2 separate regions of the Mus musculus genome follow, and region 1 is linked to region 2. Evidence: chromatin contacts called from public HiChIP or PLAC-seq data. All regions are on one chromosome and are shown on one strand. The core of a region is the stretch at or near the end of the contact, and the rest is flanking DNA. Distances in the headings are between cores, read along the strand shown. Region 1 overlaps Ecpas (Ecm29 proteasome adaptor and scaffold). Region 2 has its middle 28 kb from the start of Mir3095.

Region 1 (5,851 bases), core at 167-2,666, 410 kb before region 2:
AAAACATCTTATTCAGAACACATGGACTAGTATTGCCTCTATTTTTCTAAAATTGGATATGGGTGTCTTAAAGTCCTAGGAGAGTATTTTATCTCTAATATAAACAATATATGTTGATACTCTGATACTGTGGTTTTTATAGTGACACTGTAGTTCATTGGTATTTTATTAGTTTATGGTCATGATTCTCATCTTTATTAATTGAGGATTTCTTGTCCATTGACTTGATTTAGTTAATTGAGAGTGCTTCTACTTTTTATATCTTTACTTTTGTAGCATTTTAGAGTAAAGAGAATTACTTGAAAGAAAATAATTGGCTACAAGACAAATTTCTTTTAGAATAGCATAATTTTGTCTACCTTTTTTGTAGAACTCAGCCAAGATGTTGCCTCAAAGGGGCTTGGGTTGGTTTATGAGCTGGGCAATGAACAAGATCAACAAGAATTGGTGTCTACACTTGTAGAAACACTTATGACTGGCAAAAGGTATAGTGAATTTAACATTTCAGCTATGAATACTTAAGACATTGGGAATATTATGTGGAAGAAGGATAATTCCACCTTCTACTTATTAAGGCATTACATATCAATGATTGTAAACAGTTTAATTATCCCAGTGTATACTGTTTACTTCAGAAAATTTCATACTTGAATGTCCTATGACAGTTAAAGCATTGGATTAGAAAACATTTTAATACCTTTGGCTAAAAAAAGTTAAGGTGTGGTATGAAGAAACTTGAATGTTATTCATAGTCTAATGTTGATGAGTACACGGAAGGAGATTGGTTTTGTAATTGCTTGCTGCTTTCTGTTAGTTACCTCCATGAGGGAAGGGTAGTTTTTATGTGTGACACATTGGCTGTAATTAATCTGAGAAATTTTTTGCTTATATTTGATTTTAGAAAATTTGCAGTCTAGTAGGAAAGAATAGTTTTATATCTTTTATACCCTAGACACAGGTTTTTATCAGTTTGCAAATGGATTGTATCCAATTGTTTATTGTTGGTATGGAAAAATTGAAGCTAATTTAAATTCTTTCTGATTTGTTTTAGAGTCAAACATGAAGTTTCTGGAGAGACAGTGGTATTTCAAGGGGGTGGCCTTGGCAAAACACCTGATGGGTAAGTGTGCTAAATCTAAACACATTGATCAACTAAGGGAGAATAGGAATATTGTTTGTTGATGGATAAATAAAAATGACATGGAAAAAAACCCTACTGTCTTAGATTAGGTTTTCTTGGCCTCTGAGATAGAGATTTGTATGTTGGAAGATTATTGGAGAATACCCTTAGGATTGTCTTTGGGAGCAGTGAGCAGTGTTGGCCTGAAGCCATACCTCACTGGACACTGGATTCCTGAGGAGCTTCAGGCTAGGATGGCGTGGCCCTTCAGGGGTGTCGAGCCACAGAGCCTGGGCCTCTTGCCATACTTCTTAGGCCTTTATGCCTGGCCAGTGAGTAATCATTTGTGGCAGGCTGCTTTGTGGGAGGCCATGACCTCAAAGACCAAAGTTAGTTCTCGGACTGATACTAGGTCTAGAACTGTCTGCTTCTAGGAAGCTGAGTCCTGAATAGACATCTTGCAACATAGAGCTACGTTAAATTCATCTAAATTTTTTCTGGGAATACTTTCTGTGTTTGACTAGTCTGCCTGTTTAGTATTTTAAATTAATTTTGATGTTGTCCCTCTTTAATTATTATTTCAGTGTAGTTATATTGTCATTTTTTTCCTCTTAAGAATTGCCAGATAACATGCCACTTGCTCTGTCTTCCTGTGACATTTGGAACAAGAGAATATTAATATTGTAGGTGGTTTATCTGTCCTGTGCTATCCTATATCTTACTGTTTTCATATTCAAAGTTCTTTTTATATGCTTGTTTTTCTAAATTCTTCTGAGCTCTTTGTTTTCTTCTTTCTCCTCTTTTTTTGGGTGGACAAGGTCTCATTATCTTTGTTGTTTTTAAACTAGTTGGCTCAGTTGAATTCTTTGGTACAACTACAGAGGTACAAACCACTGTACTTGGCTTCTTTACGAATTAAAAAAAGGTGCTAATTTTTCACAATGCTATATTATACCTAGAGGAAATTTAGCATAGAGATACTTTCAAATCACTCATCGTTATGAGAGATTGCATACAACATGATGAACTTGCAAGGTGTCTCCAGAGCCACCAAGAGCTTCACTTCCATGGAACATGCAGGCACATTTTAGGTATCATGTTTGTTACTATCAAATAACTGATAAAAAGCAATGGAGAGTCCATCTGGTTTACAGTTGGAGGCTGTAAGGTCTGTCACAAAAGGGAAGGAATGGCAGTAGATGGCTGCATGGCTGCAGGGGACTCTGCCTCCTAACCTCCTTCCTCCATACACCAAAGATCCACCTCTTGTAGATCCTGCCGCCTTCCAAAACAGTGCCATGAACTGGGAGCCATAGGCTCAAACACTTGACCTTATGGGAGGTATTTCACAATTAATTTGCAACAGGTATTTACTGGCAGAAAGATTTAGAAATTATTGATAATTGAGGTATATGACTTTTTATATACTTCTCAAACTAGTTTTCAGTCTCCTCAGTGATGATTGTGGTATTAGTAACTGAGGGAAATAGAATTTAAAAGAGCCCTGTAATATTGATGCTGAAATTTATGTCAAGCCAAAGATAGCTATAAAAATATTTTATTGTGTTTTTCTTTTTGTTTCTAAGTCAGGGCCTTTCTACTTACAAGGAGCTTTGCTCTCTGGCAAGTGATCTCAGTCAGCCAGATCTGGTATATAAATTTATGAATCTGGCAAATCATCATGCAATGTGGAACTCCAGGAAGGTAAGTTGTTATTTTATTTCATTTCTTCAATTTTTGCTGGAGAACAAACTCGGCATCATGTATATATGACAAGTGCTCTACTACTGAATTACATACCCCTATCTCTTACTGAGGTTTTATTCTTTTACTCCAAAACCAGACTTGTTACATTAGCCTTGTAGTGCCAGTTCATGTATAGTTAATTTTGAAAATCTGCATCTGAGAGCCAGATTACCACATTAGTCATTATTTGGTAAAGCTGGAATACTAAGTAAGGTTCTATTTAGGGGTAAATTTGAGAAAGAGTATTTGAAGCCTTTTTGTATTTGCTATGTTAACATTTTATTATGACAGCCATGTATAAGTTAGTCTTTATTGTTTTCAGGGTGCTGCTTTTGGTTTTAATGTAATTGCTACCAGAGCTGGAGAACAACTGGCTCCTTTTCTGCCTCAACTAGTTCCTCGCCTTTATCGATACCAGTTTGATCCCAACCTTGGAATTCGACAAGCTATGACAAGCATTTGGAATGCATTGGTCACTGACAAGTCAATGGCAAGTATCTGTGAGCCTATGTGTTAGGAAAACTCTGTAGCTTGCCTGTGGCACCACACAGGATTTAAACCAAACACCCGTTGCCCCTTGTATATTTGTTTCCTTTCATTGCTCGTTTGCTTTTTCTTTCAGTGATTCTGTAATATTTACTGAGATCTCAAAAATGAAGGCAATCATAATGTTCACTGGTTGGATAGATAGATAAAAGAACAATAGTCTAACCTCTGGATATGATCTCTACAGTTTTCCCTCCTCTTTGTTGGGCATTTCAGCTAATCTCATCTCTGTTGGGTCCTGGGAGCCTCTTATTTTCCTGGCATCTGGGGCTTTCTGGTGGCTACCACAGTGGGAAGAGAAGCCCTTGGTCCTGTGAAGGCTCGATGTCTCAGTGTAGGGGGATGCCAGGGTCACCACCCTGGGTGGGTGGGTGAGCACCCTCATAGAATCAGGGGCAGAGGGAGGAGAGAGGGGGTTTGTGGAGGGGAAACTGGGAAAGGGAATAACAGTTGAAATGTAAATAAATAAAATACCCAATTAAAAAAACAATAGTGTATTACAAATGGAGTACTATATGTTTACAGGGATCACTGATGCCATGGAGAGTGGGTCACAAACATGCGTAAAGAGTTATTTTAGTTGGGAAGACAAAGAAATAGTTAATTGCCTACACTGTTTTCCTCGGTTCTGTAATCTGACTGTTGGTTGCATTCAATCCTCCTTTCAGATATGAAGGTTTCTCAGGAACTTTCTCTGAATACTGTTGTCCTCTTAGCTTTCTTTTACTAACTCCTGGACACATAAATCTTCCATTTACTGTAATGGTATTACTCAGTTCTTCCCTGGCTCAGACAGGACCTCTACTCCATCCCTATTTACAGAGTTAACTTCCTGCATCATGCCTTCACTGGACTGTTACTCACATGTACCATAAATGTAACATGTCCAGTAAAAAGCTGAAAAGACACCTTTCCTTTGTTCTCACTGTTCATGTTATTTGTCCAAGCCAGAAAACTTGTTATCTTCCTTTTTTGTCTCTGTCTTATAATGCCCCCAATCTCACATCAAATTTAGCCACAGTTTCTGTTGATTCTGCTTTTCTCATGTGTCCCTTGAACCTGCTCCTGTCCCTGATTCTTCCCGATGAATAGATCACCATCATCCTTTCCTTCTCTGTGCCGCATGTTTAATTATCTATATAGCAGCAAAAGTAGTTTTAATAGTATAAATTGGATTTTGGTTAAAATTCTTAAATGGATTTTTTTTTTTTAGTTCACATTTCCCACCCCCTACCCCCAATATTGGAATTTGATCCCAGGTTCTTAAATGTCCTAGGCAAGTGTTCTACCACTGATAATATTTCCCTTTAAAAAAAAAAAAAACAACTTATTTTGATACAAGATCTTGATCTGTTTCAGGCTGGGCCCGAACCTTTGTGTTTGCCTCAGCCACTCGAATAGCTTAGGTTATAGGGGTGCACAGCTACTTTTAGCTTGCAGTCTACTCTTCCAAATTAATCTGCCATTAATTTGTTATCACCAAAGCTTAGATCAAACTCACTTTCCTTCTGAACCATTATATATTACTTTTGTACCAGAGTGCAGACCACTGAGATACCATCTTGCCATTGAAGTCCAGTGTAGTAGAGCAGTGCAGTAATGAGTTGTCAGACATGATTTACCTTAAGAGGATGGTTGGGGACATGGAAGACAGTAGCCAAAATTCTCTGAGTGGTGCTCACTCCGAATTGTCATGGACAAAAGGTTGGACTGCAGAGGTATTGTATGTATGCCAAGGAACAGAACTGAGACTAATGAGAAGCCAGAGTGGCAAGATGAGTCACAGTGGGCTTTGTGTTGTATAAAGCCCACCTGATTAGACTTTATTTCCATACACTATGGAAAAGAATCATCAAGTTACTACAAAATGGTGAGAGATTTGCAGACTGAGAGACTCAGGGTCACTTTAATAATGAAGTGATCAGTGTTGTTGGAAGGTAAATACTGGATTGTTGGATTTTACAGTTTGTATTTAATCCTTTTGCTTTCATTAGGTGGATAAATATTTGAAGGAAATTCTTCAAGATTTGATTAAAAACCTTACCAGCAACATGTGGAGAGTTCGAGAATCCAGGTATCACTTGGAAACTGATTAGCTGGAAAATTTCCCTTCAAATTTCTAAGAATTTTTTTTTTATATAGTGTAATAAAAAATTAAGTTAAAACCATCATATTTTAGTTGAGTTCTTCAACTATTTAACTCTACTTGATTTTCTTAAATTAGTTTATATAAACATTATATTAAAAATTTGTGATCATTTGTTAAATTGGTAGACATCAAGTTGTATAATTCATGGCTTTATATTGTAGGGTGTACTTATATATTCAGTTTGTACACATTCAGTGCTTGTTATGTACTCAGTGATAAGCCAGACATTGAGAGCACATAGTTGAGTTAAAAGTGATGTATTGGTGTATCATTTAAAGGGACTGAATTAT
Region 2 (5,903 bases), core at 633-3,132:
GGGCTGGGAAGATGGCGCATCACTTAAGAGCTAGTACTGCTTATGCAGAGGGTCTGAGCATGGATCCCAACACCCATGTTGGTCAGCTCACAGCCACTTGTAACTCTATCTCCAGGTGCTCTGATGACCTCTTCTGGCCTCTTCTGGCATTTGCACCCACCTGCACACACAGAACCAATCCCACACAGATATACACAATTAAAGATAGAAATTTAAAGATAGAAATTTTAAAAAATGTAAATGCAGAAAGCTGTGAATAGCTGTGGTCACAATCTATCACACCGGGGATAAAGGGATGGCTTATCAGAAGAGCCAGGGAACTAAATCCTAGGAGGATGAGAAAACTTACAAACAAACACAACAAAACACGCTGGGGTTTAGAACAGCATTCCATCAGCAGGAGGAGCAGGTACCAGGAAGGAAAGGATACATGGGTCAGCGTGTTGTGTTGTGGGGAAATGAAGGACCTAAGCAGAGAGCAGGGTATATGGGAGGAAGCCTGGAGGTGACAGTGTAGGGACAGGTTGAAGCCAGATCACAAAGGGTCTTGTGCACAAACAGAAGCTCTTCTGTTTAAATAACCGTATAGACATGGAGATCCATATGAGACTCCCAGACTTGCCTTTGACAAAAGGCCACTGTGGGAGGAGTATGTGATGGAAGTTGTCAAGTCTGGCAAGGTCTGAAGGCAATTAGTTCAGAGGGTAGAAGGGGCTGGAGAAGAAGAGTTTGGCACTCTTGAATTAGGGAAATGGAGACAAGAATAGCCAAGAACAAGGGAACCAAATAAGGTAGAATCTGCATGACCTGATCTAGTTGTTGAAGTTCCAAAAAGTATTTTTGCTTCTCAAAATTGCTACTTAAACCGTCATCGGTAAACTAGTAACATCAGCTTTACCCAAGCAATCAGTATGATTTCCAGGTTTGGAAAGTGTGAGGAGACATGGTGGGGTGGGGGTGGGTCACTGTTGTGTAATTGAACCTGGGGCCTGTTGAGGTGACATTTCTGGGCATCGTTAGACGGAATATACCGTCTGGAGTCTGAGTCTGAGGATGAATGCCTGGGATTTGAGTGTGGCTTTGGCTGAGGCTATGCAGGGAAAGCGATGTATAAGCCTAAATAACAGCTCTGGATGCAGATGCTAAATGCCACAGGTGGACTAGTGGCTATGGTTAAGGACCCAGTGACAGTGGGTCACAAATATAAACTCATGAAAGCAGGAGGGGAACTGTATGGGAAGGAGAGGGAAGGGAATAGGAGAGAGTAGTGGATTGTATATGATCAGAATATATTATATACATGCATGAAGCTGTCATAACACTCTCTGGCATGTGGTAGGAACGCCTAAAAGGTATCCTATGAAGGTTAAGGAGGAAGACTCCAGATAGTAGTCAATAAGGCTGTTAAAAAAAGGCCATGGCGTTTGATAAACAGCAGATGGTTTGGGACATTGATGAGGGTGACTATAGAGTATTAATGGAATGATGGCTTGGCCAAGATCACACATTGATGTCTATGTGGGTCATTTGAGACTCAGGCCAAGGTTTCTGACTCTCAGTCCGTTCTTCTGTGGAGCACCCCAGAAGCTAGTCTAGTTCTAAAGATCAATCAATACGCGGGCATCTTAGCCGCTAAAGCCGCAGTGTGGCAGAGGCTAAGAAAGATGTGTAAGTGCACAATTTGTCAAATTAACAGTGAGTATGTTAGGGCCAAGTTCTTGGGATGCTGATAATCCCTTGCTGAATGGAGGCACATGAGCTCTTGGCTCAAAAGGCAGAAGATTCCCTTGAGGACAGGCCCCCAGGGACTTGAGTGGCCCGAGAGATATTCTGACAGGGCTACTCAGTCATTTCCTCAAAGCCACAGACTTCAAAGCACTCCAGGGACTCTCTTGTTTATTTCACAAACAGGAAGTTTTAACAAGTAGGTCAAGGAAGAGGGGAGTGCATAAAAGTGGCTTAGTTTTTCCAATGTTCTTTTGCAAAAGATTTTCCTTTTTCTGTATTAACAATAAATCTTATAACTAAAAATGTCAAATCACCATAACTCGAGGATCTACGAAAACCATCCCCTCTTCCTTCCAGAGAAAATACTGGCATATTGACGCACAAAAATGATTTCTCCATCCAGCATTGTGGCTTCAAGTATTTTTCCAGGCATAATAGGCAAGGGAAAAGAATGTAAGGAATTTTAACTGGTATGCATTCTTGGGAGATGAGACAGGCTTGCTGATTTCAAGTTTATGGGGCCCATTCAGCCTGAAAGATAGATTTGTGCTTTAACCCCAGACCTCTTGCCTTCACATTCCCACATCTGCCTTCCCGCATATTTATCTTCTTGTTTTTACATTTTTGGGGTGAATTTTTTTATTTTGTTAGCGGTTTTTGAGGCTCGTACATGAGTTAGTACTTGCAGAGGCCAGAAGAGGGCGCTGGAGCCCTTGGGACGGAGTTAGAGACTGTTCCAGGTGAGTGCTGGGAACGGAGTATAGGTTCTCTGGAAGAACAGCCTGAGCTATGCTCCCCAGCCCCGTCTTGTTTTTAATTTCTTGGGCTATTGACCTTTTGAGCTATTAAAAATGATTACTAACGGACTTTTTTGTTTATACAGTTTACTATATAGAAACAACAATTTTTCATTTTCCTTTGAATAGAAACTTTATTTTTTTACTAACTTGATACACTGAGTAAAACTCAAACTTAAGAAGGACAGACTTGCTTCATTCTTAATTACTTCTGCTTGTCTTCCTTGGTCATTGTTAAGTATTATTGCTACTAGAAGTAAGTCTTTTTATTCATATTTACTAAGAGGATTTTTTTCAGCCAATTTTTTTCTCTCTCTTAGAAATAGATACCTTTGGACATATGACTTTAAAAATTATAATTATTTGTAGAATAAATAACTTCTTTTCAAGTTGAGCCATCTTTTTTTCACATTTTGTATTTTTAATTTTTTTTTAAATTTTTTTTTCCATTTTTTATTAGGTATTTAGCTCATTTACATTTCCAATGCTATACCAAAAGTCCCCCATACCCACCCACCCCCACTCCCCTACCCACCCACTCCCCCTTTTTGGCTCTGGCGTTACCCTGTACTGGGGCATATAAAGTTTGCGTGTCCAATGGGCCTCTCTTTCCAGTGATGGCCGACTAGGCCATCTTTTGATACATATGCAGCTAGAGTCAAGAGCTCCGGGATACTGGTTAGTTCATTATGTTGTTCCGCCTATAGGGTTGCAGATCCCTTTAGCTCCTTGGGTACTTTCTCTAGCTCCTCCATTGGGAGCCCTGTGATCCATCCATTAGCTGACTGTGAGCATCCACTTCTGTGTTTGCTAGGCCCCGGCATAGTCTCACAAGAGACAGCTACATCTGGGTCCTTTCGATAAAATCTTGCTAGTGTATGCAATGGTGTCAGCGTTTGGATGCTAATTATGGGGTGGATCCCTGGATATGGCAGTCTCTACATGGACCATCCTTTCATCTCAGCTCAAAACTTTATCTCTGTAACTCCTTCCCAGGGTGTTTTGTTCCCACTTCTAAGGAGGGGCATAGTGTCCACATTTCAGTCTTCATTTTTCTTGAGTTTCATGTGTTTAGCAAATTGTATCTTATATCTTGGGTATCCTAGGTTTTGGGCTAATATCCACTTATCAGTGAGTAGATATTGTGTGAGTTCCTTTGTGAATGTGTTACCTCACTCAGGATGATGCCCTCCAGGTCCATCCATTTGGCTAGGAATTTCATAAATTCATTCTTTTTAATAGCTGAGTAGTACTCCATTGTGTAGATGTACCACATTTTCTGTATCCATTCTTCTGTTGAGGGGCATCTGGGTTCTTTCCAGCTTCTGGCTATTATAAATAAGGCTGCTATGAACATAGTGGAGCATGTGTCCTTACCAGTTGGGGCATCTTCTGGATATATGCCCAGGAGAGGTATTGCTGGATCCTCCGGTAGTACTATGTCCAATTTTCTGAGGAACCGCCAGACTGATGTCCAGAGTGGTTGTACAAGCCTGCAATCCCACCAACAATGGAGGAGTGTTCCTCTTTCTCCACATCCACGCCAGCATCTGCTGTCACCTGAATTTTTTATCTTAGCCATTCTGACTGGTGTGAGGTGGAATCTCAGGGTTGTCTTGATTTGCATTTCCCTGATGATTAAGGATGTTGAACATTTTTTCAGGTGCTTCTCTGCCATTCGGTATTCCTCAGGTGAGAATTCTTTGTTCAGTTCTGAGCCCCATTTTTTAATGGGGTTATTTGATTTTCTGAAGTCCACCTTCTTGAGTTCTTTATATATGTTGGATATTAGTCCCCTATCTGATTTAGGATAGGTAAAGATCCTTTCCCAATCTGTTGGTGGTCTTTTTGCCTTATTGACGGTGTCTTTTGCCTTGCAGAAACTTTGGAGTTTCATTAGGTCCCATTTGTCAATTCTCGATCTTACAGCACAAGCCATTGCTGTTCTGTTCAGGAATTTTTCCCCTGTGCCCATATCTTCGAGACTTTTCCCCACTTTCTCCTCTATAAGTTTCAGTGTCTCTGGTTTTATGTGAAGTTCCTTGATCCACTTAGATTTGACCTTAGTACAAGGAGATAAGTATGGATCGATTCACATTCTTCTACATGATAACAACCAGTTGTGCCAGCACCAATTGTTGAAAATGCTGTCTTTCTTCCACTGGATGGTTTTAGCTCCCTTGTCGAAGATCAAGTGACCATAGGTGTGTGGGTTCATTTCTGGGTCTTCAATTCTATTCCATTGGTCTACTGGTCTGTCTCTATACCAGTACCATGCAGTTTTTATCACAGTTGCTCTGTAGTAAAGCTTTAGATCAGACATGGTGATTCCACCAGAGGTTCTTTTATCCTTGAGAAGAGTTTTTGCTATCCTAGGTTTTTTGTTATTCCAGATGAATTTGCAAATTGCTCCTTCTAATTCGTTGAAGAATTGAGTTGGAATTTTGATGGGGATTGCATTGAATCTGTAGATTGCTTTTGGCAAGATAGCCATTTTTACAATGTTGATCCTGCCAATCCATGAGCATGGGAGATCTTTCCATCTTCTGAGATCTTCTTTAATTTCTTTCTTCAGAGATTTGAAGTTTTTATCATATAGATCTTTCACTTCCTTAGTTAGAGTCACGCCGAGATATTTTATATTATTTGTGACTATTGAGAAGGGTGTTGTTTCCCTAATTTCTTTCTCAGCCTGTTTATTCTTTGTATAGAGAAAGGCCATTGACTTGTTTGAGTTTATTTTATATCCAGCTACTTCACCGAAGCTGTTTATCAGGTTTAGGAGTTCTCTGGTAGAATTTTTAGGGTCACTTATATATACTATCATATCATCTGCAAAAAGTGATATTTTGACTTCCTCTTTTCCAATTTGTATCCCCTTGATCTCCTTTTGTTGTCGAATTGCTCTGGCTAATACTTCAAGTACTATGTTGAAAAGGTAGGGAGAAAGTGGGCAGCCTTGTCTAGTCCCTGATTTTAGTGGGATTGCTTCCAGCTTCTCTCCATTTACTTTGATGTTGGCTACTGGTTTGCTGTAGATTGCTTTTATCATGTTTAGGTATGGGCCTTGAATTCCTGATCTTTCCAACACTTTTATCATGAATGGGTGCTGGATCTTGTCAAATGCTTTTTCTGCATCTAACGAGATGATCATGTGGTTTTTGTCTTTGAGTTTGTTTATATAATGGATTACATTGATGAATTTTCGTATATTAAACCATCCCTGCATCCCTGGAATAAAACCTACTTGGTCAGGATGGATGATTGCTTTAATGTGTTCTTGGATTCGGTTAGCGAGAATTTTATTGAGGATTTTTGCATCGATATTCCTAAGAGAAATTGGTCTGAAGTTCTCTATCTTTGTTGGGTCTTTCTGTG

The links. HiChIP or PLAC-seq counts read pairs in DNA pulled down with a chosen protein or histone mark.
Region 1: a contact with region 2 is called in a CTCF HiChIP or PLAC-seq map of the NIH/3T3 cell line, with 5 read pairs. The contact joins two enhancer-like sites. A contact is called at or near these places in 2 of 15 datasets of contacts at CTCF or cohesin (the NIH/3T3 cell line and large pre-B cells) and 1 of 115 datasets of contacts at active chromatin or transcription factors (large pre-B cells).

The regions. Positions count from the first base shown.
Region 1 is chr4:58,821,671-58,827,521 of GRCm38.p6, reverse strand. It overlaps Ecpas (Ecm29 proteasome adaptor and scaffold), which reads left to right. Exons shown (of 49, transcript NM_172381.3): 27 at 371-485; 28 at 1,052-1,120; 29 at 2,707-2,824; 30 at 3,189-3,356; 31 at 5,407-5,486. Among named protein-coding and RNA genes, the nearest start is that of Olfr267, 39 kb to the right of the region's middle. Within about 2 kb of position 1,416, at least 26 of the 459 cell types and tissues checked have an H3K27ac peak or open chromatin away from gene starts, as enhancers often do. A contact at or near this core is called in the NIH/3T3 cell line, where this site is marked.
Region 2 is chr4:58,409,915-58,415,817 of GRCm38.p6, reverse strand. No RefSeq gene overlaps it. Among named protein-coding and RNA genes, the nearest start is that of Mir3095, 28 kb to the left of the region's middle. Within about 2 kb of position 1,882, at least 48 of the 459 cell types and tissues checked have an H3K27ac peak or open chromatin away from gene starts, as enhancers often do. A contact at or near this core is called in the NIH/3T3 cell line, where this site is marked.